Regions from separate parts of the Zea mays genome. Here region 1 is linked to region 2. Evidence: chromatin contacts called from public Hi-C data. All regions are on one chromosome and are shown on one strand. The core of a region is the stretch at or near the end of the contact, and the rest is flanking DNA. Distances in the headings are between cores, read along the strand shown. Region 1 has its middle 110 kb from the start of LOC111591383. Region 2 holds the start of LOC100273105.

Region 1 (4,191 bases), core at 1,247-3,746, 860 kb before region 2:
GATTCTCTCTACAGCTATATTCTCAGAAAAGCTAATCTGAAAAAAGCTAATCAATAGGTCATATATATCTTTTCCTACCGCGCAGCTCATCTTCATTATTCTCATGCCGACATCAACGAAACCGGCTGCGTTGATGTTCACCAACGAAACGCCCAAAGCAATACATAGATCTCAGTCCAACGGTGTTCATGTGGATTTTTTGTGGGGTATCCATGTGGAAAATTGATGTGGTGTTAACGTACTTAGGTTTCTCGGTTCTTTTTAATTTTTAAACATAACTTATACATTTAGAAAAGCCAGAACATCATATTATAATTTAAAGTGGAGGGGCGGGGCACTCGAGAAAAACAACACTAGCTTATTTAAGCATAAATGGATACGTCAAAAAAAATCCAATATATCAAAGATGTTTGGTTTCTAAGGACTATTTTTAGTCCCTCTATTTTCTTCTATTTTAGGTCCTAAATTGTCAAATACGGAAATTAAAACTTTATTTTAGTTTCTATATTTGATAATTTAGAAACTAAAATAGAATAAAATGGTGTAACTAAAAATTAGCCCCTAAAATCAAACATTCCCTTAGGCCTTAGTACAACTCCCCGAAATATAATATATTGACCATTTGCTTGTGCCCTTGTAGAAATGGATGCAAAACAATTTACCTGCTTTCTTTTTATATGTAAAATACAGAAATTTCAAAGCTAAGAACATTATTTTTTATCTCTCTAAGAAAATAAAATAAGACCAAATTACCCTACTGTATACTACCTACGTTTTCAAATATTTGTCGTTCGCTAGTTAATTTTTGAACTAAAACACGACAAATAAAAAGAGCGTATGGAGTAGTATACGTTTCCAATAGTGCATACATATAAGAGGTCGGATAGGCAACGAACTTGAGCGCCGCAACGAAGGACTGTATATTTGACATGGCCAGGTATGGAACAACATGCATCATGTATATCGCTGCACCATTTCGTCATTGTTTAAATCGATTGCCTCCATGCATATGCTCTCTATACAAAACACTTCATCTGTTCTAAAATATAATATGTTTTATTTTTTAGGTATATTGTATTTATTATATATCTAGATACATAGTGTATATCTAAGTGTATTGTAAAAGCTACTCCCTCGATTCTAAATTATTACGAGACGTTGGCGTTTACGAATCTATTTACTTTATTATACAGTTAGATATACCATATGTCTAGACACATAGTAAAAAAAAATATCTAAAAAGTTAAAATATCTTATAATTTAAAATTGAGAAATATGTATCTTGAAAATCCAAAACATATATAGAATGAAGGGAGTATTTTTTTTATAATGTACACAACTTGAAAAACAGGCTAAGCTTACTTGTTTGCATTGTACGGTCAAATGTTTTCCTTGCTTTGGTTACTTAGATATATAGATAGGTAGTCTCATTACAGACGGTTTGGAAGTGTCATTGCATGCAGTTTGAGTTTCCCCGTCGGTCTGGGCATGCAGTTGTCGTCCGAGCTAAAGGAGTGAGGGCGAAGGTACATACGTGAGCGAGATAGATGAGAAAGACGATGTGCGTGTGCCTGTTATCTCTCTCTACATACTGGCGTTTATTAAAGGATCAGTTTAAAAACTTAAATCTTTTTGGACCCCTCTACTTTTTTTAAAAGTAAGAAATTCATGAGGATCTGATTTAATAAGATATTTATTTATTACGGGAGTCTTTTTTTTTCTTTTAGGTTTGGTTTTCTTTGCTTTCAGATTAGTCCTAAGGGGTCAGTGTCTGCCTTTCTAGGCACACGTACGGAGGTGAAGCTAGGACTGAGGCTCCAATGCTTGAGTGGTACCGAATAGTACGGAGTATGTCCTAGATTTTAATGTCTTGTTTTTGTTAAGTTGTATTTCAGAAGATACTAGCAAAAAAAGGTTTATTTTAAAATTACTCTAGTTGTTCGGAGAGTACCAAGCCACTAGACTGTTCGTTTCGGATTAAATCAAACAGTTAGAATTGCTGCAGCTATAATTTATAGAGATAAAACATTGTGTAAGAGCAGTAGAAGTCGGGCGAATAGCCGACACGTTTCAAACGGAACCTCGTCGTGGCAGAACGGACACAAAATCCATCCATACTTCAGTTTTTATCTGACAAAAAGAAATCATCGCTTCAGTGGCGGTTTGGTTAGATGTTTCTGTCAGGGATCAGTTTAGAGTGGTATATATTCCCTTTGTTTTTTTGTTTGGTTAGGCTAGTTCATAACGGTTAACACATACTCATCTCTTTTCGTTACGACTTTCCAGCTAGTGGTAATACATAACATTAACTAACCAGATATATCTCGCTTTCTATTGCACCGTAACTAATAGCAATGGGATGCCCCTGGTGGCTGCGCAGTGGGTCCGTGGGGCGAAGGCGAAGCTGACCACGCCTAGACCGTAGCTGCGTGGCTGTGGACCGGTGCGGCAACGGAGGGAGAGGCGGGGTCCGGCCAAAGGCCAACACCTGCGGCCCAGCCCCGTACCGTACCGTACCTCCCCAACAGGCCGGGCCAGGGGGCAGGGCCGCAGGGGCCCTGGTGCTGTACTGCTGTCCGAACTCCGAAGTGATGAAGCGCGCAGCCGCACGCCGGCCGCATGGAGTACGTTCGATCCGACGTGAGGCACCTGCTTCGCGTACACAGAGTCCGAGTCCACTGCATCGATGTTTGCTTGCTGACAAGTGGACTCAACGTGAGGTCCGTGAGTTCCCTCTACACTGCTCTCTGCTCTGCTGCGGCTGCGGGTGGTTGGTCGGTGAGCGGGGTGGACGGAGCGCGCCGTCGTAGCATCGCGGTGAGCTGGCCAGCTGGGGTGTGGGGTGGGGATAGGGGGGGAACCGAACAGGTGGCATTTGGCGGCATGCGGCAGCAAATGCGTCCAGCGTACTCCAGTTTGTGCCGGCCTGGCGAAACTCTGACGGGCCCCACTTTCTGCCTCGTCCTTAGACGAGTTATTTGCCCATTCGCCATTATCAAATACGGGTTTCGTCCAAATGCCATCATAAAAATGGGTTTCGCCGCTACGCTATTTTCAATCATTGTTCAACAGACAAAATGCCATTTTATCCCTTCAGCACATTATAACCTTCGGCCATTTAACGCCGTTAACTGTACAAATAAGAGGAGCGTTCGAAAACTGGCACATAGGCTGTTCCAACCCAGGTTCAAAAAAAAACGTCCAGACCAGGTTCAAAAACTACTCCACCCTTGGTTCAAATAAGAGTAGCGTTCAGACCAATAAATTGCTCCAACCCAGGTTCAGATAAAGCGTCCAGACCAAGCTGACTAGTGCTGTTCTGATGGAAGTTGGCGCAAAAAAAATTCTGTGCTTTCTAGCGCACAGTACAGAGAAGCACACCAATCTGCAACAAAATCCAATACAGTACAGTTTTCAGCACGGTGCAATTTTCAGCACAGAAATTTCAGCACACCAATCGATAAAGTTCAAATAAAATTTCAGAGATGTTCACAATTCAAATGACCACATAGGTGTTCATAGTTTAGACTCACTGGTTTCATAGATGTTCAGACAGAAAGATATTAAAATTTACACACATTGGACTCATAAAAAGAGTCACACAATTCATATACATTGATTTCAAACAAGTCCAAACAGACTTTGCTTGGTGGCATACACTTGCTGTCAGGTTCATTCACTTGCTGTCAGGTTCTTCTTCTTCTTCCTTGGTGTCATTTTTTTGCAGGCTTTGCATTCTTTGTTGTTGTAAGCTTTGTTGGCGACACATCCAAATCTTTGTTGCTGCCAAGGTTGAAGTCAGCCTGCTCACTTGTGCTCTCCCCAAGCAACATAGCAAGCCCCCTGCAAAAATGATTGAATTAGAATGCAGTTACCATTAGCTGCAACACTAGAATGCAGTTCACAAATAGTGCAGACCTTCTAGTCAATCTAATAGGCTATCTTGTAATATTGTTTCTCTATTTGGTCTGATAGGACTTGATATGATAGCATTTGCCTCTTGCACATTTTGGTCTGCATTAGCTGTCTCTACTAGGTGAACGCTTCATTACCTCTGCTCTCCAATTGAACAACAATTGAAAACTCTGTTCCCAGCTGCCATGCAGTTCTCGTAATGCCTTCTGTCTTCCTTTCCATACAGTGTCATAGTGAATCTCACAACAAAAGTCCTCCTGTAACTTGTCCCTCAGC
Region 2 (4,323 bases), core at 55-2,554:
TCGAGTATGCATTTCATTGTACCTATTTGTTTCTTGCGATTAACAATATTTATGGGGTCCACAATAGGATTAAGGGTCAGTTGGAAACATGCCACTCAAAATTTTGGAAAATTGGAAAGTAGTTCATTTTCATGCCACTTCATGGCATCAAAATAAACTAGTCGTCCAATTTTGTAAAAGTTGGGTGACATGTATACATTTAATCCTAGGATTAAGGAGGGTAGCTAGTGTTACCTGGAACATAAATAACACCAATATTTACTTTTCTGGAATATGTGGTCTTATTATAAACTTTAGGACAGGGTGTACCGGGTACAACTCAAATGCAATAAAACTACAAAAGAAAACCTTAAATTGAAGGGTAAAACTCGTCATATCCCCATTACTCTCTTCAAGTTATAATAACATGTGCCATCTAGGCATGTTTTCAATTTGTCTGATTAATCGTGATTAATCGTCAAGTCGGTTTAGAAAAATCACGATTAGTCGCCAAGTCGCCCGACCGCGCTAGTCAGCAAGTCGTCCGACTTGAAAACATTTATAGAGTCTAGACAACTGGAATCGAACCTTGCGTTGACAGTTCCTTTTAGTTTTTATTATCTATTTATCTTGTTTGCTCATAACAACTAAAAGAGTTTATCAGTTATGGTGTTGTCCGAAATTTGAGAAATATAACTGATCTATATGGGAAATTAAGGAATAAGATAATCCAAATCATGCAGTGCAGCGAATCAACAACATATTATTAAGATAAATCCATTACACGAGTACTAATCCTAAACGGATACCGTGAAGAGGCATAATAGCAAACACTAACTGATTCCATGAACGATCCAGTCCCAATAGTATCTACCAATTTTGTGCACAATAGTAGCATCACAGTTGACAGTACCTCGGTGACGTCGTGGTTGCGCTCGACGATGCGCAGCAGGCCGGCGTCGGATACGCGGGGGCACCCGAGGAGGTGGAGTGACCGGAGCCTCCCCTGCGCCCTGTCCGTCAACGCGAGGAGCGCCTCGTCCGTGATCCGGTGGCTGAGCGGCGGCTCCACGACGAGGCGCAGCCACAGGAGCGGGTCCCCCGCGACGGCCTCGCGGAGGCCGCGGCACGTGCGAGCGCAGGACAGCAGCTCGCGCAGCCGCATGTAGGTCAGAGCCAGGAGGAGCGCGGCGTGCGGCTCGCTCGGGGAGGAGGCGGGGCCGGCCGTGGGCGGCGGCGGCGCGGCGGCCGTGGCGGTTGTCGGCAGCATTTGAGTGGTCGAGGCGGTTGCCTTGATTGAGGAGGCAAGTGGAAATGACAGCAGCACGATTGCACGAATGAAAACTGAGAGGGATTCTTTTGTACTCCCTCCCAGTGCAGTAAAGGTAGTCGTTTAGAACATGATTGTGCATACCAAGAAGTGATTAATTATCATAGAGTTTTCCTTGTTTGCCCCTATTAAATAGGGATATGGGTGCATTAACGTCACTAAAACAATTAGGCTTGATTGGTTACTGCAGCAGCTCCAAGGCATTCTAGACTGGAGGTCTTAAGTTTGATTCCTCTTAAATGCATCTTTTTTTGTGCAATTACTAGGGGCAACAACGTCCAAATCCCAGACCCACGCGCGCTATGACTTCTTTTTGTGCACGCTCGGTCACGCGCAGGATGACTTCTTTTACTGCACCGGAGGGAGTACGGAGCCATCAGCCTGTTCTTGTTTCAGGTTTCTCACGTTGGAGGTTGATGTACGTAGACAACATGTCGGGAACATATGAACATATTAAATGCAAACCATGTTTTGGTGTAAACCTCATACAAATCTACTAAAAAATTGAAAAAAATCTAAATAAAAACATGAATGTACATCTAAACTTAACTCATCTATATACAAAATTTTATGATCAAATTCATCTTACTCTAACAGTTACAAAAAAAACAAATTTTGATGTATTTGAACTTTTACTGTTTATCAGAAATTTTGCCTTTTTTAAGTTCCAGAGTAAGTTGAATTTAACCATAAAATTTTGTATATAGATGAGGTAAGCTCATATGTATATTCATGTTTTTCAGAATTTTTTAAAACTTTTTTTAGTATGTTTGCATAAGGTTTGCACCAAAACGTGGTTTGCATTTGTTATGTTCCCCAACATGTAAGGGCCGGACCTGGGGGTGGTCGAGCCGGGCGGCCGCCCAGGGCCCCAAAAATGTTGGGCCCCTTAGGTATATACTTAAGTATAGTACTAGCCCAAATAGTATTTACTTTGTTAGCTGACCAGCCTAATTGTCCAAACACGTAGCCCATTATTTGCTATACTTTCTACAATTTATTGACTTATTATTGTTAACCTAATTTCTGCCGGCTGCTGTGAGTGTGATACGGTAAACAAGAACGACGACCGGTCTTCTCATCTTCATCAAGCAGCTAGCAGGTACGTTGTGGCTGACGGCTACAGACTGCTCTCTGAACTACTGAAAAAATTAGCCCAAATCCCTCTGCGATTCGTCTCTTTGGCCGTCCGTCTGCGCCCACCGCCGTGAGCGGCCGCTCCGAGATGCTGCCCTCGTGGCCGCTGATGAGCTCGCTGGCCACCTCCGGGCTGCTCGCTAGTGGCCACCATGTAGTGCGTGGAGCCGAGGCGGATGTGCTCATGTGCATCAACAGACCGATCCATCATTTGAAGTTTGGAATCATCAATCATTTGATTTATTTATTATTTATTTCTTAGTATGTCTCGTTCTTTATCTTCGTTTAATCATTAGAAGTTTAGAACACAGTGAGGAGCTTTAGACAATTAAACTGTAGACGTGAGAGCAAGGCAATCGTCCGCCTGCAGCCTGCCCCTGCCGGCTGCTGCCTGCTCTTTGACTCCATGAGATCTGCACATATTCAGTTGTTCTACATATTCAGGACAATTTCTTAGTAAACGCAACTTGGCTTTTAGAGGAACTTGTGAGCAACTTTATCATGAAAGTAATGGTAATTTCTATGCTTGTGCTGAGATGATTGCAGAGTTTGACCCAGTAATGCAAGAACACCTTAGACGTATCCAGAACAAAGAAACTTATTATCATTATCTTAGTCCTAAAATTCTAAACGAGTTGATATCTCTTTTGGCTACTGATATTACAAGTTATAAAAGTTGTTAAAGATACCAAGTATTTTTCTATTATTCTAGATTGCAACCCGTGATGTCAGTCATCAAGAACAAATGACTTTATTGATTCGTTGTGTCAATTTGTCCAATGGAAATATTCATATTGAGGAGTATTTTCTGGGGTTCTTGAAGGTGGATGACACAACTGGTTTGGGCCTTTTTAACACATTGATTGATGCTATGGAGTCCTTTGGACTAAATATTAATGATATAAGGGGTCAAGGTTATGATAATGGTTCAAATATTAAAGGAAAACATCAAGGGGTACAAAAAATATTAATTGATATCAATCCAAGGGCATTGTATATGTCGTGTGCTTGCCATAGTCTCAATCTCACTCTTTGTGATATGGCTAAATCTTGTGGGAAGGCTATTACATTTTTTGAGAACAAGATTCGAAGAACTATTGATATTTAAAGGTGTATTCAGATTTCTATTGAGTTCAAGCACCCTGAAGTCATTAAATGATAGTGAACTTGAAGAGTGTTGCATTAAATTTGCAGACACTTTCTCTCATGATGGTTCATCTGATGTTGAGGTACTTGATCTGATTTCTGAATTAAATATTTTGAAATTCACTTTGCCAGATCGCACATTATGTGCTATGGAGATTTTTGAGCATATCAGAGATATGGGTTGTTATCCTAATGCATGTATTGCTTATCGAATCTTATTCACTGTTCCTGTTACTGTTGCATCTGCTGAAAGAAGTTTTTCTAAATTGAAACTATTGAAGAATTATTTGAGATCAACAATGAGTCAAGAGAGGCTAAATGGTCTAGCGACATTATGCATTGAGAAGAAGTTATTGGACGATATCGATATTGATAGCATACTCGATGTTTGTATCAAAGAATGTTCGAAGAAACTTTATAAGATGATCCAATATGCCAAGTAAGTTTTTATCATTCTAGTTAATAGTATTTTCAAACCATTCAACATTTGTATTTATTATTGTTATATATGCAAATATAGATATTATATATATGGGTTAAAAGGGCCTCCATATAAGTGAAAGGGAATTAGGCTTACACCTAGTTCCTAAATAGTTTTGGTGGTTGAATCGCCCAACACAAACAATTGGACTAACTAGTTTGCTCTAGATTATATGTTTTACAGGTGCCAAAAGTTCATCTATAACTTTGCTAAATCGACTGTCCGGAATACCGTAGATTATTCCGGACAG

What was found. Hi-C and Micro-C count contacts between places; a contact is called where the count stands out from the background.
Region 1: a Hi-C map of bundle sheath shows a contact between it and region 2, with 4 times the contacts expected there. The contact joins the enhancer-like site here to the promoter of LOC100273105 in region 2. A contact is called at or near these places in 3 of 25 Hi-C or Micro-C datasets (bundle sheath, ear and tassel).

Annotation. Positions count from the first base shown.
Region 1 is chr4:84,516,841-84,521,031 of Zm-B73-REFERENCE-NAM-5.0, reverse strand. No RefSeq gene overlaps it. Among protein-coding and RNA genes, the nearest start is that of LOC111591383, 110 kb to the left of the region's middle. Within about 2 kb of position 2,496, at least 17 of the 20 cell types and tissues checked have an H3K27ac peak or open chromatin away from gene starts, as enhancers often do. A contact at or near this core is called in bundle sheath, ear and tassel, where this site is marked.
Region 2 is chr4:83,652,531-83,656,853 of Zm-B73-REFERENCE-NAM-5.0, reverse strand. It overlaps LOC100273105, which reads right to left and starts at 1,304. Exons shown (of 3, transcript NM_001398895.1): 1 at 893-1,304. The coding sequence starts at 1,249.